Regions from separate parts of the Mus musculus genome. Here regions 2, 3 and 4 are each linked to region 1. Evidence: chromatin contacts called from public HiChIP or PLAC-seq data. All regions are on one chromosome and are shown on one strand. Each heading gives the region's core, a stretch centred on a gene start, on an enhancer-like site or on the middle of the called end of the contact. The rest is flanking DNA. Distances are from core to core; before and after follow the strand shown. Region 1 overlaps Gm39583 (a long non-coding RNA gene). Region 2 has its middle 52 kb from the start of Sec61g. Region 3 has its middle 17 kb from the start of Sec61g. Region 4 overlaps Egfr (epidermal growth factor receptor).

Region 1 (3,346 bases), core at 644-3,143:
ACGCAGGACAGAAAATCATTTTAAGGATTTCCTGTTTTTACCCAACACTCTATTATTATGTTCTCTTGACATAAGTAGATTAATTTTGTTGAAAATCTATATACCCTGAGAGAGAAGTTGCCGTCAAAACTGTTCCCAGTCTATCTCCTATATGCCTAATCAGCTCTAAGTCAAACAAAACAGTTCTTATTGAATAGCCATATACTTGCCCCAGTAGGTAACATTATTTTCTTCTACTACAAACATCTCTCCTAAACCAAGAATGTAAAGACAGGGCTTTCAAGGAGAGGAGGAAACCTCATGACCTGGGAGAGGTGGCAGCACCCAGTGGAGAGATAGCAAGCCACAAAATCAGATAGGAACTAGTTCATATGTTTGTGCTGTACCCTCCCTGGTTTGCAGCTAATCCCATGCACACGACAGTTCTCCATGGACTCAAATGGCAACCTTAATTAACAAAGCAAGTATGCATCATGGTAGCTTAGGTTTGTATAGAAAAACCCTATCCACCTCCAGGTCTTTTAATTAGAACCTCACTTGTCCAGAACTCAGTAGCTATACTTTTCCCTAAGAAATGTAACAAGATGGTACAAAGTTCAGACCTCAGAGTTTAGGTATGTGATTCTTGGGAGAGGCCTCATTTTCATCTTTATGTAATTCTACCCAGCATGACTATAATATTTGCTAGCACACAAATAGTCTAGAAATAGTGTTTAAGAGATGATTGATGCAGTCACCTGGTAGATAGTGAAAGAGAAAAACTCTGAAGGTCAACATTGAATACCTGCCTCGATGTGGATTTGCTTTCAGAATAATGTAGCATCACCATCCATAGCTTCTTAAGGGAGTCCCTCTTCGTTTCCTGGATTGGGACCAAATGTCAGAAAAGAGTGGGAATATTTTTGTTTTCCTCCTGCATGTCCAATGGCAGCCTACATATCAAATCTAATTCAATATGGCTTCATGTGAACTTTCTCTGCTTCCCAGCAGCCTTTTGTTCCTTCTCAGTACATCCCACTGTTTTATAATCATGGCATCAGTATCTGTTATCTTTTCTATGTCTGCTTCTTACACTAGATTATGAATCCTGGGTCATCATTGACTGTCCAACCCTAACTCTGAGATCATCACATAAAAGGGGTTTGAGAAATGAATGTTGAGCAAAGAAGGAAATATAACCAAAAAAGCATGTATTACCACATACTATGTTAGAAACACTTGAGATTTAGGGATGATCCAAAGACAGACGGTAAAAGGATGCTTGTTTTCTGGAAGGACTGCAAAGGCAGAGGAAAATACAATTTATTGAAGGTTATCGTGTATAAAAAGCATTTATCTTCACAATAACATAGCAAAAAAAGATAAATGATCAGTACTCAGTGAATGGATGAAGACACTGAAGTTAAAAACTCACCAATTTTATGCAATTAGTGGTAAAACCTACTGCAAGCCTGAGGTCTGTGTTGCATTACTTTGATGAATAAAGCTTCAATTATCTTCACTTGAGGAATGGCTCATGCATTATCTAGAACACTACATTGTCCAGAAATAAGACTTGAAATCTAAAGGGGCTAATTAAGATAGGAGAAACGTCTTGTTGACTGGGGCTGAGTCAAGTGTCTGAAACTCAAGACAAACAGACCAGGTTCAAAAGGCAGACAAAGAATCATAAAGAGGCAAAATCAAAAGGCAAATGTCCCATGAAAACAGGATCTGAGTCACTCCTCAGCCCACTGAAATTTAGCTTCCACCCCCAGACTTTCCCAAACAGTTCTCACTAAGGTCATCAATGACTTTGTCATCTCTAGATCCAATGAGTGACATTTGGTCTTTACCCTGCCTAACATTCCAGTAGCAACTGGCTGCCTGACCGATCCCTCTTCTGTGAATCATTGTTTATCTTCGGCTTCCATGGCCATACTTTCTGCAAGTCTTCCTCATCCCTATCTGTTCCAACTCAGGTTCTCTGCCACCTCATCGTCCTCCACCTCAGAAGTAAATGTGGGAATTTTTTTTTTCAATATTAAGGCAAGACTTCCTTGTCTGGGGATTCCAGTCTTTTCTTGCCTCCCAGTGGCCTCTCTACTGTTACCCTCTCATTCTCTCTCCTACTCTGTGTTGATAAATTCACCCATTTCCATGGTTTTAAATTCTGTTGACGAGTGAAAGACTTTAAGATCTTATGCCCCATCCCCACATAACATCCCTGGACATAAGACTTGATTTTCAACTCTCTATTTGGCATTGCTAATTAAATATGTCCATGTTCACACTTCACAAATTGAAATCATCTTCAAAATCATGCTTGTATTCCACCATAGTGCTAGGGATGAAACCTAGGGCCTCAAGTATTGAATCCACTGAGACCCATCCTAGCCCTTAGTTGTTTTCTTTTGTTTGGTTGTTTGTTTTATATTGTTGTTGTTGTTGTTGTTGTTGTTGTTGTTATTTCTCGGGTTGTCTCAATATTTGGTTAAGTTAATAAGTTAAGCAAGGAATGGTATGCATTCTTACCCCCATCTTCTTCAAACTTTAGCTATAAGTCTAACATTTTTGATGTCTGAGAAGACTGGGCTCTGCCCAGTGCATCACTGTGTAAGTGAATAACTGCACCCTTGCACTTCTTACACCTCTCTCTAGATCTTGTTTGATGAAACTATTTTTTAATTTTTTTCCAGGATGACTCCTAATTGTTCTGTTTATTTCCCTTCTTGGGGCCTCTGATACATTGGAGCCCCACACTGTCACTAAAGACATCACTTTAAAATTTTACTCTGATTATATTGTCCCACTAATTATATTATAAAACTCCAAAGTTTTAACATCATCTACATTTTCCTGAAAAGCACAATGTAACCCTTGATTTTTAGATATAGCTTGATTCATACCAATTCTACATGTCTAATTTCAAGCAACCAGTAACATTAACTTAGGGTCTGTCTGGCTTTGTTGCTTTAGTGAGTTCTACACTAGTCTTTATGGTCTTCATCACCATCCTGAACTTTGTTAGCACTTTATTTCAATGCAAGTAGATCCTACTCAATGGATTTCTGCCCCCTGCATTACATGCATATACTCTGATCTCCATAACTCATTGGTCCATTAGTCATGGATTCTTTAGTCATGGATACTGATACATTTTTAAAGTTTGATTAAAGTTTTGCCTTCTCAACGATCTATAAGCTGTGAGAAGGAAAGGGTTTTGGTAATTGCTCATCCTTTAATCTCATCAGCTAGTACAGTGTTTCACACATACCTGATTCATGAGTATTAATCAAAAGGAGTAGAGAAGCAGGGAGATTTCCTGATGGAGAAAAGAAGCTTGGAGTGTTCATAACTGGTGAGT
Region 2 (3,356 bases), core at 14-2,513, 160 kb before region 1:
CATATACAAATCCTCCACACAGGAAGGTTTTCTTTCTCTCTCTCTCTCTCTCTCTCTTTTGTTTTGTTTTCTTTTCTTTTCTTTTCTTTTCTTTTTTTTTCTTTTCTTTTCTTTTCTTTTCTACAAACCAGTAATTCCCATTCACAGAAGTCTTGACATAACTACTCTCTTTTCTTTCAGAGGTGTGTGTGTGTGTGTGTGTGATGTGTGTGTGATGTGTGTGTGTGTGTGTGTGTGTGTGTGTGTGTGTGAGATGTGTGTGTGTGTGTGTGATGTGTGTGTGTGTGTGTGTGTGTGTGATGTGTGTGATGTGTGTGTGTGTGTGATGTGTGTGTGTGTGTGTGTGTGTGATGTGTGTGTGTGTGTGTGATGTGTGTGTGTGTGTGTGATGTGTGTGTGTGTGTGATGTGTGTGTGTGTGTGTGTGATGTGTGTGTGTGTGTGTGTGATGTGTGTGTGTGTGTGTGTGTGGATGTGTGTGTGTGTGTGTGTGTGTGTGTGTGTGTGTGTGGATGTGTGTGTGTGTGTGTGTGTGTGTGTGTGTTTAATTCTATTCTTGTGTGTCCCTGTTTCTCTTTGTAGTTTCTCTGCAGCCATCAGATACATTTTGATAGATTTGTTTTACATTGTCTGTGGTTTTCATTGAGTAAGATTCTTAACTAAGTATGCAAAGACAATTTCCTGAAAAATTTTTCACGGTTGCATGCAGTTACTGACTTGAATCCAGACTGATGAATCTGCTCTGAGAATCTGCTGTGTCTGTGTGCAGAGGCCTCACCCCCACACTCATTTCCTGCTATGTAAAAGTCTTGAAATAGTTGGAGGGAAATAACCCTAAGAATATAACAAATTACGTGCTGCTCTCATAGAAGAGCATTAGTTCAGGGGTTGCCAGGAGTTTATTTCTGAGTAATTCAGATAGAGCACTTGCCAAAAAAATGCCATCTAATGTTTCAGTTGAGGAGCGATTTATTTTCAAAAAGATTTCCAGATGTTCACGTTCACTTTAAAAGGCCGTGTTTTTCAAAGTACATGACCTTGACTTGAAGTTGCTCTATCAAGTTACACCCTTTTGTTTAATGTATTTAAAGGGAAAAATTTTGCCCCGTTTGCTTTGCCTCCTGATCGTCTTAGCTCAGGAAATCCCCGTCAATGAGTGCACTTTGAGTCAACAGAGCAACCGTCTCTTCAGGAGAAGCTGTGCAGGAGACTTGTGCCACATCTGCTTCTGGTCTGTGTAGCTCCAGTGATGGCTGCCGCTGCAGCTGCTGCGTGAGAACTCGGCCTTTTCCAGCCTCCCACTAACCGAGAGCGGGGAGGAGGCCACAGTGCACAGTGACCTCTGGTATATCATGCACTCCTCTGTGTAAACACGTTCCTCGAAATGTATATATGTATTCAGAACAGGACCCCTTTAGTTCGTTAAGATGTCAGAATGAAAATGTATACACACTGCGCAGTGGAGTTCCAAATCCTGGGTTTCACTAATACATAAAATGACTAGAAATGATGTGTTACTCGATGTGTTGTCTGTATGTTAGATATAAACAAGAAAAATCTAATTTCTAGGCAAAATTAATTTATTTATACAAGAGAAGTATTGAACGTACTACTTCACAGCTGTCTAAACATCAGACTTAGGCTCCTAGAAAAGAATAAAAAATTCTCACAAAAATAAAGTCGAATAATCTTTCTCTGTTGAAAGCCAGCACTAGTTTAATTATTAGTACTATGAATAATATTGTAATTTATTGGCATAAAGTCCACATTCCTATGAGAATGGAGAACAGTTTCCAGTCATCTTTGTGGTGCCCTATAAATGCCTTCTACCTGGATCAGAACGCCTTACCTACAGTCAGTATTCACTTCCAGGTCTTTTACACTACGGATTCAAAAATGCTTCTGTTTAGATGTTTGCCTGTGATAAGGCTCTAGGCACTTTACCCTGATAATTAACAGCAGAGCCTTCTCATTGGCTCCACATGAATTCCAGCCAGCTCTACTTATTTCTGGGCAAGTAATTTCATGTCTTCTCATCAGAGAAGTTAGGGTGAATTGTAGTCAGTTAGGGACCAACAGTATCATGCCTAAAACTAAAGTATATGGTGTTTTATTATTAACATTGTACTTATTTCTATTATTATTTTCATCAATTATAGGTCACCTTAATTATCATTATGAAATTTATGAGATTCTAGAATTCATTTGTTTGAACAAGGTTTAATTACTTGCATAAAAAACAAAGCCTATAATTGTACAAGCTAGGTCCTTTAACTTTTTGTTTTGTTTCGTTTTGCTTTTTGATACAGTCATCATGCTCATTTCCTTAAGGACATTCTTTTTTGTTTTGTTTATGGGTCATTTCCATTGGAGACCTACTACAGCAGGTAATGCTTCAAATTCCACACTTCAGATAGAAGTCAGGATGGCTGTGACCCTGGCTGAGCTCTTGATGGCTGCATGGCACAGCTTCCAGTTGCTTAGCTTTAGTCTGTGGGTCACATCACCACAGAGAGCTCAGCTATTCCACTTGCATGTTCATGTACGAACACAAGGTGTTGGCTATAAAAACAGAGAGTCTTATAACTCTGCTGCCAGGGATTGTGTAGCTGTGTTTATACAAAGTAAAATAGTCCTGAACAAGGGAATATCCATTTTCAGCCCCGATGCCAAGCCGAAAGCAACTTTTCCTGCCAAAGACATAAAATAACCAGTTCCTTGCTCCTTTCTGCCTTTGGTTTGGGCCCTGTAGTCCTGTTTTGTAGCCATTTTGCAGAATTTATGTTTTCTTGCATCTTTTTGAAGGGTCCTAACATGAGTTTCCTTAGATCAAGTCATCACCTACATTGTCTTTGGTTTGCTGATCCTTTCTAAGGGATCCATGATTAATTTCTGGTTTTGAACTTTCTTAGGGGAGATACATCGGGAAAAGTCTAGATGGGGGTTATTCTTTGTCCTATTATGCCAAGTTACACTTCTTCTGACATGATATGAGTACTCTTTTGCACTTGCAAAGAAATCCAGTTTAAAAAATAAATCGTGTGGTCACACTGAGTTTAAGCCATCAGACAGACTGAGTACAAATCTCCATGTAAGACTTTCACTCAAGGAAAAATGGGAGATGTAGGAAGAGGCCACTTTCCACAGGCTCCTTTTATTTGTCTTTTGCTTTGCTTTCCCAGCTGGCAAATGCTAAATATGAAGGGGGATCTGCCAGGTCTCCCTCTCCCCCTCCCTCTCTCTTTCTCTGTCTCTCTGTCTCTCTGTCTCTGTCTCTCTCTCTCCCTCTTCTTCTCACTCTCCCCCCTCTCTCATTAAAGATATTTTTCATACTATATATTCTAGTCAAGGTTCTCC
Region 3 (3,365 bases), core at 739-3,238, 190 kb before region 1:
AAAATGGGGTACAGAGCTAAACAAAGAACTCTCATTTGAGAAATATCGAATAGCTGAGGAGCAGCTAAAGAAATGTTCAACAACCTTAGTCATCAGGGAAGTGCAAATCTAAACAACCCTGAGATTCCACCTCACACCAGCCAGAATGGCTAAGATCAAAAATTCAGTTGACAGCAGATGCTGGTGAGGATGTGGAGAAAGAGCAACACTCCTCCATTGCTGGTAAGATTGCAAGCTGGTACAATCACTCTGGAAGTCAGTCTGGCAGTTCCCCCAGACAATTTATATCACTCTTGGGCATAAGCCCAAAAGATTCTCCAACATATAACAAGGGCACATGCTCCATTATGTTCATAGCAGCCTTATTTATAATAGCCAGAAGCTTAAAACAACCTAGATGTCCCTCATCAGAGGAATGGATACAGAAAATGTGGTACATTTACACAATGGAGTACTACTCAGCTATTAAAAACAATGACTTCATGAAATTCTTAGGCAAATGGGTGGGACTAGAAAATATCCAGAGTGTAGTAACCCAGTCACAAAACACACATGGTATGTACTCACTTATAAGTGGATATTAGGCAAAAAGCTTGGAATACCCATGATACAACTCACAGACCATATGAAGCTCAAGAAGAAGGAAGACCAAAAATAATCAAGGGAGGTAGAGAGAGAGAGAGGAATTAAGGGAGGGAGAAAGGAGTGGGGAGGAAATAAGAGGCCAGGATCAGGTGTGAGAGGAGACAGGGGAGATGTACAGAGGATCAGGCAATTGAACAGAGGTGTGTAGCATTTGAAATTTTATGTTGCTGGTTGTGCTCAGTCTTCTTGCACTCCATATGGTCTATTGCAACCCCTTGAACATATAACTTTTATAACTCATGATTGGCTTATTATGCAATGCATAACATTGTAGTTTTGATTATTATATGTCTTAGTGAAGTTAGTATTTTTGTGATGAAACCCCATGACTAAAAGCAAACTGGGGAGGAAAGGATTTATGTGGCTTACATTTTCACACCACCTCCCATAGGTGGAAGAAGTTAGGACAGGAACTCAAGCAGGACAGTAGGAGCTCCTGGAGGCAGGAGCTAATGCAGAGGCTATGCAAAAGTGCTGCTTACTGTTCCCAATGCCTTGCACAGCCATTCTTATAAAACCTGTGACCACCAATCCAAGGATGGCACCATGCACGATAATCTGGGCCTTGCCCATCAGTGACTAATTAAGAAAATCTCCTACAGGCAGAGCCATTTTCTCAATTGAGGTTTCTTCCTCTCTAAAGACTCTAGCTTGTGTCAAGTTAACATAAAACTAACCAGCACATCATACTATAATACAGTTGTTTACAATAGCCTATTGATTGACATAGACTACGTACATGTATGAAAGAGTCATAAACTCATCATTTTGAATAATTAGCAAACACAAACAAGGAAGTGGGAGGTATAAAATTATATACATGTACTTGTGTTATTTAGTTTGAATCTTGAAACAAAAATTAGAATCTGTACTAGGGAACAAGTATTAAACACTAAAAGAACCATGGTGATGCATATTTCTATGTGAAATATCTGGAAAAGACACAAGATGGCGATGTTCCACCAAGAAAATATACACAAATTCTGTGGCTGTATCCAAACCCTGGTGAGCCCTTGGACTGATTCCCCTCCATGCTCTTTTCCAAGGAGCTTTGGAAGCCATTTCTAGTATTGTAATTGCTATCTCCAATCAAAAACTATCCTTTAAACATCTCAAAATCGTATTAACTTTCTCTTTTCAGCTATCACTAATACAGTTCAAAAGTGCAGTAGTTTGATATCAGTACAATATTTACTACTATGGACACTCCTGCCTACTGAATGTTGAAAACTCAGTATAAGTCTATTGTAAAATAGCACCCTAATTTTTTAAAGAGTGCTTGGATCCCTCTAGAGTTCCTGATTTTGTGTTTCAGATAGTCATAAATAGAGGGCAGTGCAGGAACATGGATCTCTGACACAGTGGTGTGGGAAAGACGGAGGAACTGACTCTAAGTCTGTGCACTCTTTAACAACTTTGTCATCTAGGAAAGAAGACATAGCCAGGTTGTTAGGGAGCACCAAGAAACATTCATTCACTCAATGCTACAGAGGAAAGAAAATGGATCCATTTCCCAAACTATCTATTTGATTCAGAATCGCTTTCTTTCTTTCTTTCTTTCTTTCTTTCTTTCTTTCTTTCTTTCTTTCTTTCTTTCTTTCTTTCTTTCTTTCTTTCTTTCTTTCTTTCTTTCTTTCTCTCTGTGACACAGTCCAGCAAAGCCATACTGATGGAAGTGGAAAGGTCAGCGTAGGAACTTTGGGAAGGTCATGAAACCCTCAGCCCTCTGGAAGGGAGAGGCTAATTAGCATTTCTCAGACCTAAGGGCAGGAACCTGCGGGTGGGGACACATTCCTCAGGACAGACCATTGCTCACCTTCAGACAAGGGAAGTCCTTGTCACCTCATTCCCTAAAGACCAATCAGTTTAAAAGGTGCACTGTTCAGCCAATCATATTGTGCCTAGTTGCAGATGCTCTGTTCTGGCCCTGGAAACCATATAAAAATTCCCCAAACTGGTGCTGGGGGGTCACTGCCTCTCCTTTGGGTCTGGACGACTCCAGTGCACTGGAACAATAAATTCCTCTTGCTTTTTGCGTTGATCCTGACTCCACATGGTTCACTCAGGTGTCCCTGGTAAGCTAAGGCTCCCCGGAGTCTTACAAGACTTTGCCACTCTGGTGGCAACAGAAAAATCCAGAAAAGGACATTTGGACTTTGGGTCTAATGTCCAATTTTTATGTGATCCCTGCACTGACAGATGCTCAGCAGCCAAGGCAAGATGATGGAATTGATGGTACATATTACCGTTAAAGTCTCTGGTCTGTGAGAGAGGGACTTGTGGATTGTAATTATGGTACTCCAGGATAGAGACTCAGCCTGCCCTGAATATTGTGCATAATTCTTTGAGCTTGTTCCCAAGTGGCTCTAAGCTCTAGTTTGCTTTTCTAAAAGATGAAGGAAGCCACATCTTTCTCACGGGATTGTTTGTAAGATTAACAGATGCTCTGTGCAAGTGCTGGCACTCAAGGTCTCATTATGCGATTAGTTTGTGTCCCTCCTCTCTTTTGTGGTTACCTGCAATCCTGTGACTAATTCTCTGCTTCTGAGATAAATTCCAGTGGCAAACCTCCAAGTGAGTGCAGGGCTCTGGTCCTGAATGTTTATAAAGGGATGTGAGCATGCTCCTCACAAGGTTTGCTCATATTTTCTGTCCTTTCTTCTGAATCTGGGTAGAAGATTAAATTCTGTCCATTTCTTTTGGCAACAGTAGTTTGCTAA
Region 4 (3,624 bases), core at 456-2,955, 150 kb after region 1:
TCCACTGGAGCATCCTTAACCAACCAGGGGCCACACCCTCTTCCAGCAGTCAGGGATGAGTTCTCATGATCCCTTCCCCCACCCATGCTGGAATGTTGACAGGCTTGGTCATATGCAGGGCTTAGGCAGGCAGCCACAGCTGCTGAGAGTTCCTGAGAAGAACAGATGTGCTGTGTCCAGATGTTGTCTCGCAGCAGTCTTCCCTGGGCTCTGGTTCTTATCATCTTCCCACCCTCTTTTCTGTGATGTTCTTAGAGCCTTAGGAGTGTGGGCTGTGTGGCAGATATTCTATTTATGGCTGACTATTCCATAGGCACTTACTCTCTGCACTTTGGCACTTGAGAGTCTCTGTAGTAATCGTTATCTAACACACAAAGAAGCCTCTCTGATGAGGACTGAGCACTAATGACTGTAGAGATAAGTATTTGGAGGGCAGCTTGATGATGTGTCTGTGTAGCAAAATAATAGTAGTCAGTTCTTCCCGAGAGCTCAGGAGCTCTTGAGCCATGGGATCCTGGCCAAATTTGCAGTACCAGGCACAGTGTCCATCTGTGGAGTAGGTCTTAAGTCAAGCTAAAGAATGGTTAGTTTCTCCTCATAACGTTCGCACACATCTTGCCAGGTAGTCATTAGTCCTATCTCTTAAAGTCCCCATCACCTCTCTGTGCCATAAAGCGTGAACCTCTAGGAGTCGTTACGTATTCAAACTATAGCACTCATCATGAGAATAAGCCTAAGTGAACCAAAATTGCATAAATAAGTGACATTTCAAGTAAGAGTTGATTCAGTAAATTGTTCTGCAGTGCCAATGATTAAGGGACAAATAGCCCAAGTATTAGAGCTATAACAGATTTTTAAAAACAACTAGAAAATGAGAGTTATATATATTAGAAGATAGGGAATCTCTATCCCCTGGATCTCTTCCTTCTACTCTCCTCATTGAATAGCTGCAGATGCGCGTTCCTTTTGAGAAGTTTGCACTTCATCTTTAACAACAAAATCAGTATTATGAGGTGGCTTTAAATGCTATACATGTGAGGCATCTGAGATTCAGAAGAGCAGCCCACTGTGGCCAACATATTTTATCATTGATAAAGTTTACAAATTGAGGTTATAAGAGTGAATTTATGAGAAAGAAAAAAAACATAAAATCATCAGCTACTCCATGCATCAATATAAGTTCCAAATATGTATTAAGTATATGTAAGTATATATAAATAAATATGTTATATTTATACAAAATATAGGTGTAGTTCTAGAAGGAAACATGAGGATAAATATTTATAGTATCAAGTATCAAGTTGCAAAGAGAGTTCTGACACCGTCAAATAAGCTTCCATGTGAAATAAAATTGTTCTGTGAGATAAGATTGCCCGAAGAGGGCTACAGAACTAAGCAGAGTGGTCTCTACAAGCCTAATGGAGGTGGTAAGTAAGCAGCACCACAAAAAAGTGAAGGCGAGAAAAGTAAATGTGCTTCCCAGAAAGAAATTCTCAACATCTGTGCTGGTCAACATGTTGATCGTCAGTTCTCAGGATGATTAATGGCTGAATAGAAACCCTTTGCAGCTGCAACTTGATATTGACCAACTATAAAAATACAAATATTTAGCAATTACAAAGATTTCCAGACAGTAGTATGCCAGCTATTAACTAAGGTTTTAGGTGATTAGCCAAGTGACTCACAGAATTAGAATGTTCGCTTCCTGTGTCATGTTCTGCACCACTTCATGGCTTGGAGGAAAGGAGTGTTCATTTACCAGACTCAACATAACATCCTAAATATCTAGTGATGATTGCCCCACACAGTCAGTCAAGACTGAATGTAGCAAGGTGCATAAGTGTACATTGAGCGGATCTGGTTAGAGAGAAGCCTAATCAGGTGGCACCTCCGAAACCCTAAATTCATTAGCTTTGTCATTTGTGTGGCTGTGACAAGTCAGTAAGTAACCTCTGTCTCAGCTTCCACAGCTGAAGTACAAGCAAAAGCAGCCCAAGGCTCACCATTTTTTCTTTTGTGCAGGAGTCCTTTAATTTAGCTTACAAAGCATCCAACCCAACTATGAATACAAAGTTTCCAAGCTGTTCCTCATTTCTAGGACATTCTTTAGGACCTTGAGAGAGTTGTCAGTTGCGTGTTATTTGTTACTTTTATTGAAATGCACATTTAACTACTTGATTTTTATTTCAGGCCCCAAATGTGATCCAAGCTGTCCCAATGGAAGCTGCTGGGGAGGAGGAGAGGAGAACTGCCAGAAATGTAAGTCAGTGCAGCATCAGGGCCTGAGAAACATGCCCTGGTGAGGGAGTCCACACAGTATGTGGTCCTCCACTCCTCCGCTTTGTGACTGAACAAGTACAGGAGCTTGGCAAAAGACTCAGAGTTAACCACTTCATGAGCATCAGTCTTGGAAACATCACAGTGCACAACTATCTAAGGCTTACTACGTGGGATAATTTAACCTGTCATTAAATGCAAGAAAGCCAACCACCCAAGTGTCCATGGTGACACACAGGATGCCTTGTCCCCTGATCCAATCCTCCCCGTTTTCCAGAGCCAACTAATATAGAAGTTTGACGGTGTTGCTCCACAGAGTTCATGTGTGAATCCTACTAACTTAAAAAACAAAGTTTAATTTACTTCAGCATGGTTACTGCTTCACTCAAAGAACCTGGGCGTGTGTCAGCTTCAAAATTGACTGTAGTTCATTGCCTTTGTGACCTAACTATCTCGTTCCTTTAAACACTGCCTCCTGCCAGGAGCTCTTCTTGCTATGTGCCTTCTGTATTGCCAGAAATTCCCTAGATAATATCTACTTATTCAAAAGATCTGATCAGACTTGTTTCGATTATTTCTCCCAAGTGATTTGAGATAAATGATAAAAATGTACCAAGGGGAAAGTTGTGATTATATTGTTTGGCTGACTGTGAAAGCCTAGAAGCTGCTCCCTGTCACAAAACCCATGGTTCCTCCTTTATTTCTTTCTACTGGGTGCAAGCATTCCTTGGTGTCTCTAGAAGATGAGCTGCCACTTAAACACAGCTCACTGGTAATCTTTCTTTTTCAGTGACCAAAATCATCTGTGCCCAGCAATGTTCCCATCGCTGTCGTGGCAGGTCCCCCAGTGACTGCTGCCACAACCAATGTGCTGCGGGGTGTACAGGGCCCCGAGAGAGTGACTGTCTGGTAAGACTCTGGCTACTGGGGAGTTGTGCTGCAGAGCTGTGCACGTGCTCGACATCTGACTGTGACAGCAGCCTTCATGTGGTGCACATTTTAATTAAGTGTTGTCATGGACAACAGTAGCAACATTATGAGAAATGAAGGGAGCTCTTCTTCTGTAAGACCCCCTGAGAACCATCCCAGTTACCCAGACCTTTGGGCAGTATGGCATGTGCACACCATATTTTCATGCCTCTTGGGCTGCTCCCCTCCTAATCCTACCCCATCCCACAGTGTCTCCCCTCAGACCCTCTACCTCTGGTGAAAGCTCTAGTGTTAACTTTGCAGCTGTCAGGGGTTAGTGAATGTGATTCCTGGGGTCCTTGCCAACCCAAGCAAACTCCATTAGGCTCCAGAAAAGGAAGTCCACCTAAAGGTAGAGTCTAGAGTATTCTATCATTC

The links. HiChIP or PLAC-seq counts read pairs in DNA pulled down with a chosen protein or histone mark.
Region 2: a contact with region 1 is called in an HNF4G HiChIP or PLAC-seq map of pancreatic cancer cells. The contact joins two enhancer-like sites. A contact is called at or near these places in 1 of 15 datasets of contacts at CTCF or cohesin (the NIH/3T3 cell line) and 1 of 115 datasets of contacts at active chromatin or transcription factors (pancreatic cancer cells).
Region 3: a FOXA1 HiChIP or PLAC-seq map of pancreatic cancer cells shows a contact between it and region 1. The contact joins two enhancer-like sites. A contact is called at or near these places in 3 of 484 Hi-C or Micro-C datasets (the C2C12 cell line, liver and pancreatic cancer cells) and 3 of 115 datasets of contacts at active chromatin or transcription factors (embryonic stem cells, fibro-adipogenic progenitors and pancreatic cancer cells).
Region 4: a FOXA1 HiChIP or PLAC-seq map of pancreatic cancer cells shows a contact between it and region 1, with 5 times the contacts expected there. The contact joins two enhancer-like sites. A contact is called at or near these places in 1 of 15 datasets of contacts at CTCF or cohesin (pro-B cells), 1 of 484 Hi-C or Micro-C datasets (nephron progenitors) and 2 of 115 datasets of contacts at active chromatin or transcription factors (a colorectal cancer cell line and pancreatic cancer cells).

What each region holds. Positions count from the first base shown.
Region 1 is chr11:16,715,053-16,718,398 of GRCm38.p6, forward strand. The region is part of intron 2 of Gm39583 (a long non-coding RNA gene); the gene reads right to left. Among named protein-coding and RNA genes, the nearest start is that of Gm25698, 16 kb to the right of the region's middle. Within about 2 kb of position 1,894, at least 16 of the 459 cell types and tissues checked have an H3K27ac peak or open chromatin away from gene starts, as enhancers often do. A contact at or near this core is called in the C2C12 cell line and pancreatic cancer cells, where this site is marked.
Region 2 is chr11:16,558,313-16,561,668 of GRCm38.p6, forward strand. No RefSeq gene overlaps it. Among named protein-coding and RNA genes, the nearest start is that of Sec61g, 52 kb to the left of the region's middle. RefSeq lists an enhancer at 557-1,476. Within about 2 kb of position 1,264, at least 120 of the 459 cell types and tissues checked have an H3K27ac peak or open chromatin away from gene starts, as enhancers often do. A contact at or near this core is called in pancreatic cancer cells, where this site is marked.
Region 3 is chr11:16,523,498-16,526,862 of GRCm38.p6, forward strand. No RefSeq gene overlaps it. Among named protein-coding and RNA genes, the nearest start is that of Sec61g, 17 kb to the left of the region's middle. Within about 2 kb of position 1,989, at least 39 of the 459 cell types and tissues checked have an H3K27ac peak or open chromatin away from gene starts, as enhancers often do. A contact at or near this core is called in the C2C12 cell line and pancreatic cancer cells, where this site is marked.
Region 4 is chr11:16,865,041-16,868,664 of GRCm38.p6, forward strand. Egfr (epidermal growth factor receptor) reads left to right here. Exons shown (of 28, transcript NM_207655.2): 5 at 2,191-2,259; 6 at 3,068-3,186. Among named protein-coding and RNA genes, the nearest start is that of Egfros, 36 kb to the left of the region's middle. Within about 2 kb of position 1,706, at least 15 of the 459 cell types and tissues checked have an H3K27ac peak or open chromatin away from gene starts, as enhancers often do. A contact at or near this core is called in pancreatic cancer cells, where this site is marked.